Linked DNA regions of Hordeum vulgare: region 2 is linked to region 1. The links are chromatin contacts, called in public Hi-C maps. All regions are on one chromosome and are shown on one strand. The core of a region is the stretch at or near the end of the contact, and the rest is flanking DNA. Distances in the headings are between cores, read along the strand shown.

Region 1 (4,090 bases), core at 569-3,068:
CCCGCCTTACAAACCGATGATCACTTTTGAAACGTGCAAAATGTGCCCATTGTAGTGGAAAACAGGCATTTGCTTCCAGCCTTGGTAAATGTGCAGTTAGAACCATAGACGCCTCAAAAAACGTGCAATTGCAATTATCCCATAAACAACCGTAGTTGCGTCCCGCCTTGAAAGACATGCACTTGCGACTATCCCGTAAGTAAATGCGGCTTCATCTCGTCTTGGAAAACATGCACTTACGATTACCCTTTATAGACAGGTGTAGTTGTATCCCGTCTTGGAAAACATGCAGTTGCGATTACATCATAAACAAATGTAGTCGCGTCCCACCTCGAAAAACATGCAGTTACTACTATCCCCTATAAACAAGTGCAGTTGCGTCCTGCCTTGGAAAATATGCAATTGTGACTATCCCTATAGACAAATGCAATTGCGTCCCCATCATAAAAATATGCAAATTGCGACTACCCTTAGAGACAAATGCAATTGAGTCTCGCCTTGAAATATGTGTAATTGCGACAACCCCAATAAACAAGTGCGGTTGCGTCTCGCCTTGTCAAACGCACTTGCGACTACCCTCTATACACAAGTGCAGTTGCATCCCATCTTAAAAAAACATGCAGTTGCGACTAAATCATAAAAAGATGCAATTGTGTCCCACCTTGAGAAACATGCAATTATGACTATCCCTATAAACAAGTGTAGTTTCATCCTGCCAACATTATAGTGTGCTCACCTTTGAAAATAAATAAACCAAGATAAAAAAGGGGAAATTGCGTGGAGGCCGGATAGACGAAATAAATGTGAAGTGGCACCTGGATAACAATAAAAATAAATAAATAATTATCATTTTAATCTACAAAAAATGGAAAACGTAAAACAATAAAAAAACACATGCATCAAAAAGCTCCACCATAGGAAAAACTATTATTTTTAAGCCCCTCACAGACACTGTTTAGAGACAAAAAAAAACACCCGTATATTATCATGAACCTGTATATATGAAAAATAAACACTCATAGAACAAAAAGTAAAAATAAAGATGAGCCTACAAAACTAAAAATTAAAAGAATAAAAACCTTGCCAATTAAAAAAATCAATAAAGAACAATAGGCACAGAAAAAATAGACATAAGAACATTTGACACACAACAAAAACATGCTTCAAAAAAATCCGTCCATCCGACATAACTTAGGGTTGCTATAGTCTTCTTGTCAAATACATAATGGACCACCATGATGGGTCAAAAAAAAACTACATAGGCCACGAGCAAAATCAGTAAAACAGGCAACCACTACACCAATGCAATGGTCGTTCGCTCAAAGAAAACGTGAACCGTGATGCTATAACAATCGACCGCTGACAAAAGTGAATATGAGCAAAACAAAAAGGTCAGCTAGCTGAGTTTCAGCCAAACAAAGAAAAAAAACACCATGTCCCTGTTTGTTTGTTTGTGTCGGTTGTCTACAGTAACTAGATGATAACCCGCACGTTGCTGTTGGAATATTTTGTAATATATTCAGTTAGAATTGTTTGCATGGAACATGAAGATATAGAGCAGTAACATAAAAAAATATTTCCTATGTTTGGTTATTCTATAATATAAATATCATAATTGTATGTAAATTTTCATGCATGTGTTTCATGTTGAGATGGCTCTTTATTATACATGGATGAATGCTGTGGTGGGCCTTTCTCTATACATGTTGAAGATGACGTAGCATACTCGCATGTTGAGAGAAATAGGTTAGTGTGGACGAGCTATTTAGATATAGGAGATTTATATTCTCAAAAAGAAATGAACACCCGCGTCTGGCCCAGCCCAGCCAAACCTAGGTCGGAGAGCACTGTTGTGTTGTTGTGGGCTGATGTGTTGTTGTTTGCTCTTGTTGTGTTGCTTGGCAAAAAGATAAATCAAACGACAAAAAAGCTGGAATATCCTATTTGTCGCTCGCTGCGTCAAGCAGTCGGCGCTTGGCACAAACGAGCGACCGAACAAAGACGCAACGGACCGGCCCATATAACTGTTCGAGCGTTCTGGTTTCGGAACCTTTTAGAAATTTCAGTCGGTTTTTTCTAGTTTGGAAAAACTTTTAGAAGGTTCCCTGAACATGGTTTTTTTCTTTTTTCTTTTTTCGTTTCTGTTTTTTTCCCTGTTTTTGTTTTATAAAATGTTCTTCAAATTAGAAAAATGTTTTTGATTTTTAAAAATCCTTCTGAATTTTCCAAAAAATGTACTGGATTTTGTAAAATGTTTTGGATTTTCAAAAGGTGTTCTTGATTTTTAAAAAAATCTGGCTTTTCGAAAAATGTTCTGGAATTTGGAAAAATGTTTCAAAATTTTTAAAAATAATGTTCTTGAATTTTAAAAATGCTACGGAATTTTGAAAAATGTTCCGAATTTGAAAAAATGTTCCATATTTTCACAAAAATATTCGGAAATTTGAAAAATGTTCTGGAATTTGAAAAAATGTTCTGGATTTTAAATAATGTTTGGGAATTTTCAAAAATGTTCCGGAATTTGAAAATATGTCACGGAATATGACAAAATGTTCCGGAATTTTGAAAAAATGTTCAGGAATTTGAAAAAAACCCGGAATTTTATCTATTTTTTTGGATTTTTCACAAAAGTGTTCCTAAATTTGTCCCTTTTTTCCGCATCTGATGCATCTATTTGTCAAGAGTACTGCCGGAGTATCTCACAACATTGTTTCCCGTTAGCACACCCACGTCGCCACACATGGTCGTTCTAAACAAAACAAACAGACACAGCCAGAAATAATGTGTGCATTTTTTAAATCTTATTTGCCTATGTATATATCGACACTAGTTTGAGCAGGGAGTTTTGGAGCTCGGGCTCCATGGCACTCTTTATTGAAAAAAAATTCAAATTTCAAAAAAATTGGTTTCAAAAAAATCCAAAACAAATATGCAAGTAGACAAGGATGAAATGTATATGTGTGCAAGAATTCAGGACGAAATACCTTAAGATGAGATCTATGCAAAAAAACAAATTCATGGACTTTCGTGATGAATAGTATCATGTGTATCATGTGTTAAACAGCCACAAAATTGTCTTTTTTGCACAGACCTCATTTCAACGTATTTTGTTCGAAAAATTTGCACACATGTGTGTTATGCCTTCATGTATATCCATATTTTTTTAGAAAGAAATTTGAAATGTAAAAATGTAAAAATCAGAAAAATGTGAGTTGGAAGAAGAATCTAGAAAAATAAATGAAAAGTATTGAAAGAAAAATGAAAGAAGAAAAAAGTGTGAAAAGAAAACATAATGAACAGAAAAACTCATGAGCGAGTCTCAATAAAAAGGGGTGTCGTAACCAATCGCGCAATGGAGAAAAAATTGAAAAGGAAAAAATAAAAATAAGAAAAATTTGCATGGCGAGGGTGAACATGTATCTATGTCGGGCGAGTTCCGTGTCGAGGGTGAACATGCAACTGGGTTGGTGCGACTTGCATGTCGAGTGTGGACATGAAACTAGGTCAGGTTGGAGGAGTTGTGTGTCGATAGTTGCTGTTGGCTACGCCTATAGGGATTTCCTTGGCAAATATGCAAAGGATTCCCCCGCGGCCTTGGAGCCTTGCGTTGGTGTTCCCTTGAAGAGGAAAGGGTGATGTAGCACAGCGGCGATAAGTATTTCCCAGAGTTTGAGAACCAAGGTATCAATCCAGTAGGAGGATCGCGTCAAGTTACAAGTACCTGCACAAACACAAAGAGCTTGCACCCAACGCTATGAAGGGATTGTCAATCCCTTATAGATTGTTTGCAAAGTGTGAACTGAAAGCAAAAAGTAAACAAAGCGAAGTAAAAGTAAAAGCGGAGACGATAGTTGTGAGTAGACCCGGGGGCTGTAGTGTTCACTAGTGGCTTCTCTCATGAAAGCAAGTAGACGGTGGGTGAACGAATTACTGTTGAGCAATTGATAGAACCGCGCAAAGTCATGACGTTATCTATGGCAATGATCATACATATAGGCATCACGTCCAAAATAAGTAGACCGATACTTTCTGCATCTACTACCATTACTCCACACGTCGACCGCTATCCAGCATGCATCTAGTGTATTGA
Region 2 (4,090 bases), core at 1,149-3,648, 190 kb before region 1:
CTACACCGGCACTGATGGCCGGAGCAGGGAGTTCCTCGGGCTCGGGACTAGGTGAGTAAAAGGTTTCACCGGATCTATCTATGCCTAGTCGATCTACGGCTTTACCATCGAGAGCATACATCGTGAACGCATTCGAAGGCGGATATCATGGCGTCAATGTGTCCCGTACACTCCACTGCTCTGTCGACTCCGCCGTTTGTCATCTCGACAAGCACCTGGAGAACAATTCAATTGTCAGCATTCGACGAATGATTTTCCATCCCATGGACAAATTAAGGGACTGATGTATGCTCAGGCAGAGAACTTGATGGACCTCTTGCACTGGCTTGGTGTGGTCCTTTGGGTTTACAAAGTCTGTGCAGCCAAACTTCTTAGCTGAAAATTGACATGTTGCTAAAGTTCAGTGTGTTGTCCACAAACCAACATTCACCAAATGGATTTGTTTTTCTTTCTGTAGATAGAAGCAGACTGTACCTTGTTCGTACTTTGCAGGGTTCAAGTCCACACCAATGATCCTTGATGCCCCAGCCATCTTGGCCCCTTCCATGGCCTGATCGAGTGAACACATACATCAATCAGTCATGGTGGTAGGGAATAATTCTAATCAACCTGTAGTACTAGTACATTGTGGAAGATAAATATCCTTCGTCACTTACAGCAAGGCCTACAGCTCCAAGACCAAAAATTGCCACCGTCGAACCCTTTTTCGGTTTTGCGACATTGAGAGTCGCACCAAGACCTGAAGAAAAAAAATGACTTTTCAGTAACTTATCAATGAGGCAATATGCATATGGCGCTTCATCGGGAAATACTTTCTTTGTAAACTAATATAAAAGCGTTTAGATGACTAAAATACAGAGAGAGTACCAATCAGAGCAATGCCTTACCAGTTGAGATACCGCAGCTGAGAACACAAACTTTGTCAAGGGGCGCCTCGGGGTTAATCTTCGCTAGGCACCCAACATGGATCACGGTGTACTCGCTGAAGGTAGAGGTTCCGACGAAGTGGAATATCGGTTTCCCACCGGTGGTGAAGCGGGACTGCCCATCGCCGATCATCACGCCCCGGTCGACATTGATCCTGAGGAGGTCACAGAGGTTGCTCTCCTCTGACTTGCAGTGAGCACAATCCTTGCACTCGCCAGTGAACACCGGCAGGACATGGTCACCTGGCACGAGCTCGGTCACGCCCTCTCCGACGCTCTCAACAATACTGTAAGGAAAAAGTAAATTTTGGAAAAAAATAATACTTTAATTGTTAAGACTAAGACAGTATTAATTATTAAAATGCCAACTAAAGAGTGAACTGACAGCAGCGAAGGAAATTAGTCACTCTAAATAAACTATAAAATATGTAGAAAATAAAAATAAAAATATATATTCTACAAAGCAAAGCACTTTGAGGGAGTTTGTGTAACAAAGCTGTCCCATGATTATTAAGATGTTGTTTTTATAACATGGCGATAAAATACTGATACTTGCTGTATATAGTTAGCTACCACTAACAAATAAAGATCCAGGATGGCATAATGAGAAAGCTAATCTTGTTTAAAAAATAAGAATTACTAGAAAGCTAACGTGAATAAACTATTCCCTTCGATCCATATTATGTGTCGCTGCTTTAGTACAATTTAGTATGAGTAATATGGATCGGAAGGGGTATAATATAAGATTCAAGATCCCACCAAATTAACAGCAAAATGGTAACAGAATAAGATAGAGACAGAGAAGATGCGTACCCTCCAGCCTCATGGCCTAAGATCCTTGGGAAAACCGGAGTTTGCCCCTACAGAAGCAGAGCCACGCCAAGTTAGCCACTGGCCCATGTTACACACTTGAGAAACCTGAAAACCTGAAAACTACGGTCTGAATGCCTGATGCGCGCGCGGACATACCTTGGCTTCCCAGAAGTAGACGTCAGTGTGGCAGAGGGCGGTGTAGAGGATCTTGACTCGCACCTCCATGGCCTGCGGCGGCGCCACCTCCACCTCCTCGATCGAGAGCGGCTTCCCGGCCTCCCATGCCACCGCCGCTGCAGTCACCCAAGAACCAAACCAATCAGCACTGCCAGAGTTTCTTCGCTGACCAAGCAAATTTTCGTGGACGAACCTTTGCACTTGATCACCTTCCCGGCGGTCGCCATTAACTTACACTCGATCGCTGCGGGAACTCAAAGAGAAAGATCGCTCTTTTGACCTTTGTTGCTGCTTCTGCTTTGCAGCTCGTTGGATGTGGATTTTGGTGAGGAACGAAGGTGAGGCTGAGGCCTGTATATATACTCGTGGCGCTGGAGGAATTGGCGAGTAATTAAGGGTGGAGCTTGGAGTGCAAGTGGGGAAAGAAGAAGGGTTGTTTTTTCTTGGAGAAAGTTGCTGAAACAGAAACAGGGGTGGCCGTGGCTCCGCCGCTGCTGTCGGTTTCGGACTTTTTGCCCGGGTGGTTTTCCGGTTTGCTGTGGGCGGATGAGATTGCACCGCGGGATGATCGCAGCCGTCTGTTAAGACGGCACTATTTCTAGTCGTTTAGCCTGCAGTCTTCGTAATCAGGCTGATTGATTGATGGTTTAGGGGGTGGTGTTTATGCCTGCCTTGCGAAAGCAGATTGGTTTGATTCGACGTCTTTTCAAGCTTTCGAAATAAATTTTCGTAGTGCCCTACTAGGTAATCTTCTGTTCTATTCGTGGTACTCATTAAGCGTATTCTTAAGACAATAACAAATGTAAATATTGTTGACTATTTGCATTCCTTCGGTACACAGGCATGTAAGGGCCAGTTCTTTTCGTCCAATGATTCGTCAGAATCTGATTTTAGAAAACTACACACAGAATCAACTACCCACAGAATTGTCTACTGAGTTCTTTTATGAGATTCTAGTATGTGATTACATGTTTGCACCGTAAAAATCAACATACAATGTTTTTACCAATCAAATAAGCAAATATTTTTGGAAAAATCTATCTAGAAGCGGCGCATTCTGAACATTCGGTGCGGCGGGTCATGCATGTATGCATGCATGATGTTATTGGATTAATTCTAAACGATCGAAATTCAAAACTTTTATCTCTTAAACCGTTCATTCGAGCGATGATCCGTTTTCGTCGTTGACTTTGTTTCGATGAAATCTTCAAAATTAGATCTCATTTTGATATATTTCGATAACTTTTTTTTTTGTACTTACCACATTTGTTGCACTTACTTGTCATATTAGTAAGTACTTACTTGTCTGTAAAACATAACTTAATCGCCATTTTCTTGGAAATTGCGTATAGATATGACATCTCGACATAAACCGAATGACAAGCACAAACAACTTTTTTAGACGATTACGGACAAAAATATGACAACTCAACATATTTTAAACCGGTGATCACAAGAAATCTTTTTTAATCATCGTTTTTAAATATGACAGCTCGACATAGTTAAACTCACAAGCACACAAAATAGTTTTCTGGTAAAGTTGTATGTAAACATGATAAGTTGGCATATTTATATTGGCAAACACAACATATGACATCTTTTTATATTGTGTATAATAAAAACTGCTACAAAGCTTTGTACGAAACAACACTAAAAGTGTCAATCAAGTTAATTTTCTCAGGCAAGTAAGTGGTTAATAATATGGCAAGTCGGTCAAAAAATTATGGCAAGTATTAATAGAAAAAAATAATTGACGGAACATGTCGACATGGGATCTAATTTCGAAGAACTCGTCACGAAAAAGTCAATGATGAAAGCGGATCATTGATTGAATTAACGGTTTTGTAGATAAAACTTTTTGAATTTCAAACATTAATGGAAATCTTTGTTGACTTCATTCCATGCATGCATAGAAGAGAGAGGGGACTAGCCGCATTATAGCAATACTTAGCTTACTTTTTAAGTGATGGCAATACTTAGCTTGGTAGTACTAATAGATCATGCTTTTTTTATTTTTCTTTAGCCGCGTTGTGCATGTCAGGGTGGAGTTGCACTGCATGTGTACTGCTCCACTACATATGCATGTGATGCGAGCTCGCACATGCATGGACATGGCCCACCAGCGCATGTCATTTTTACATGAGACAACTGGCTAGCGGCCGCCGCACTGAAGT

What was found. A called contact is a pair of places that touch in the nucleus more often than the background predicts.
Region 2: a contact with region 1 is called in a Hi-C map of seedling, with 3 times the contacts expected there. The contact joins the promoter of LOC123447885 here to the enhancer-like site in region 1. A contact is called at or near these places in 3 of 6 Hi-C or Micro-C datasets (leaf and seedling).

What each region holds. Positions count from the first base shown.
Region 1 is chr4H:62,770,534-62,774,623 of MorexV3_pseudomolecules_assembly, reverse strand. No RefSeq gene overlaps it. Among protein-coding and RNA genes, the nearest start is that of TRNAK-UUU, 4.6 kb to the left of the region's middle. Within about 2 kb of position 1,818, at least 3 of the 3 cell types and tissues checked have open chromatin away from gene starts, as enhancers often do. A contact at or near this core is called in leaf and seedling, where this site is marked.
Region 2 is chr4H:62,959,736-62,963,825 of MorexV3_pseudomolecules_assembly, reverse strand. LOC123447885 (alcohol dehydrogenase 3-like) reads right to left here and starts at 2,398. Exons shown (of 9, transcript XM_045124600.1): 1 at 2,110-2,398; 2 at 1,896-2,032; 3 at 1,740-1,786; 4 at 888-1,213; 5 at 657-739; 6 at 475-550; 7 at 314-375; 8 at 106-215. The coding sequence starts at 2,143.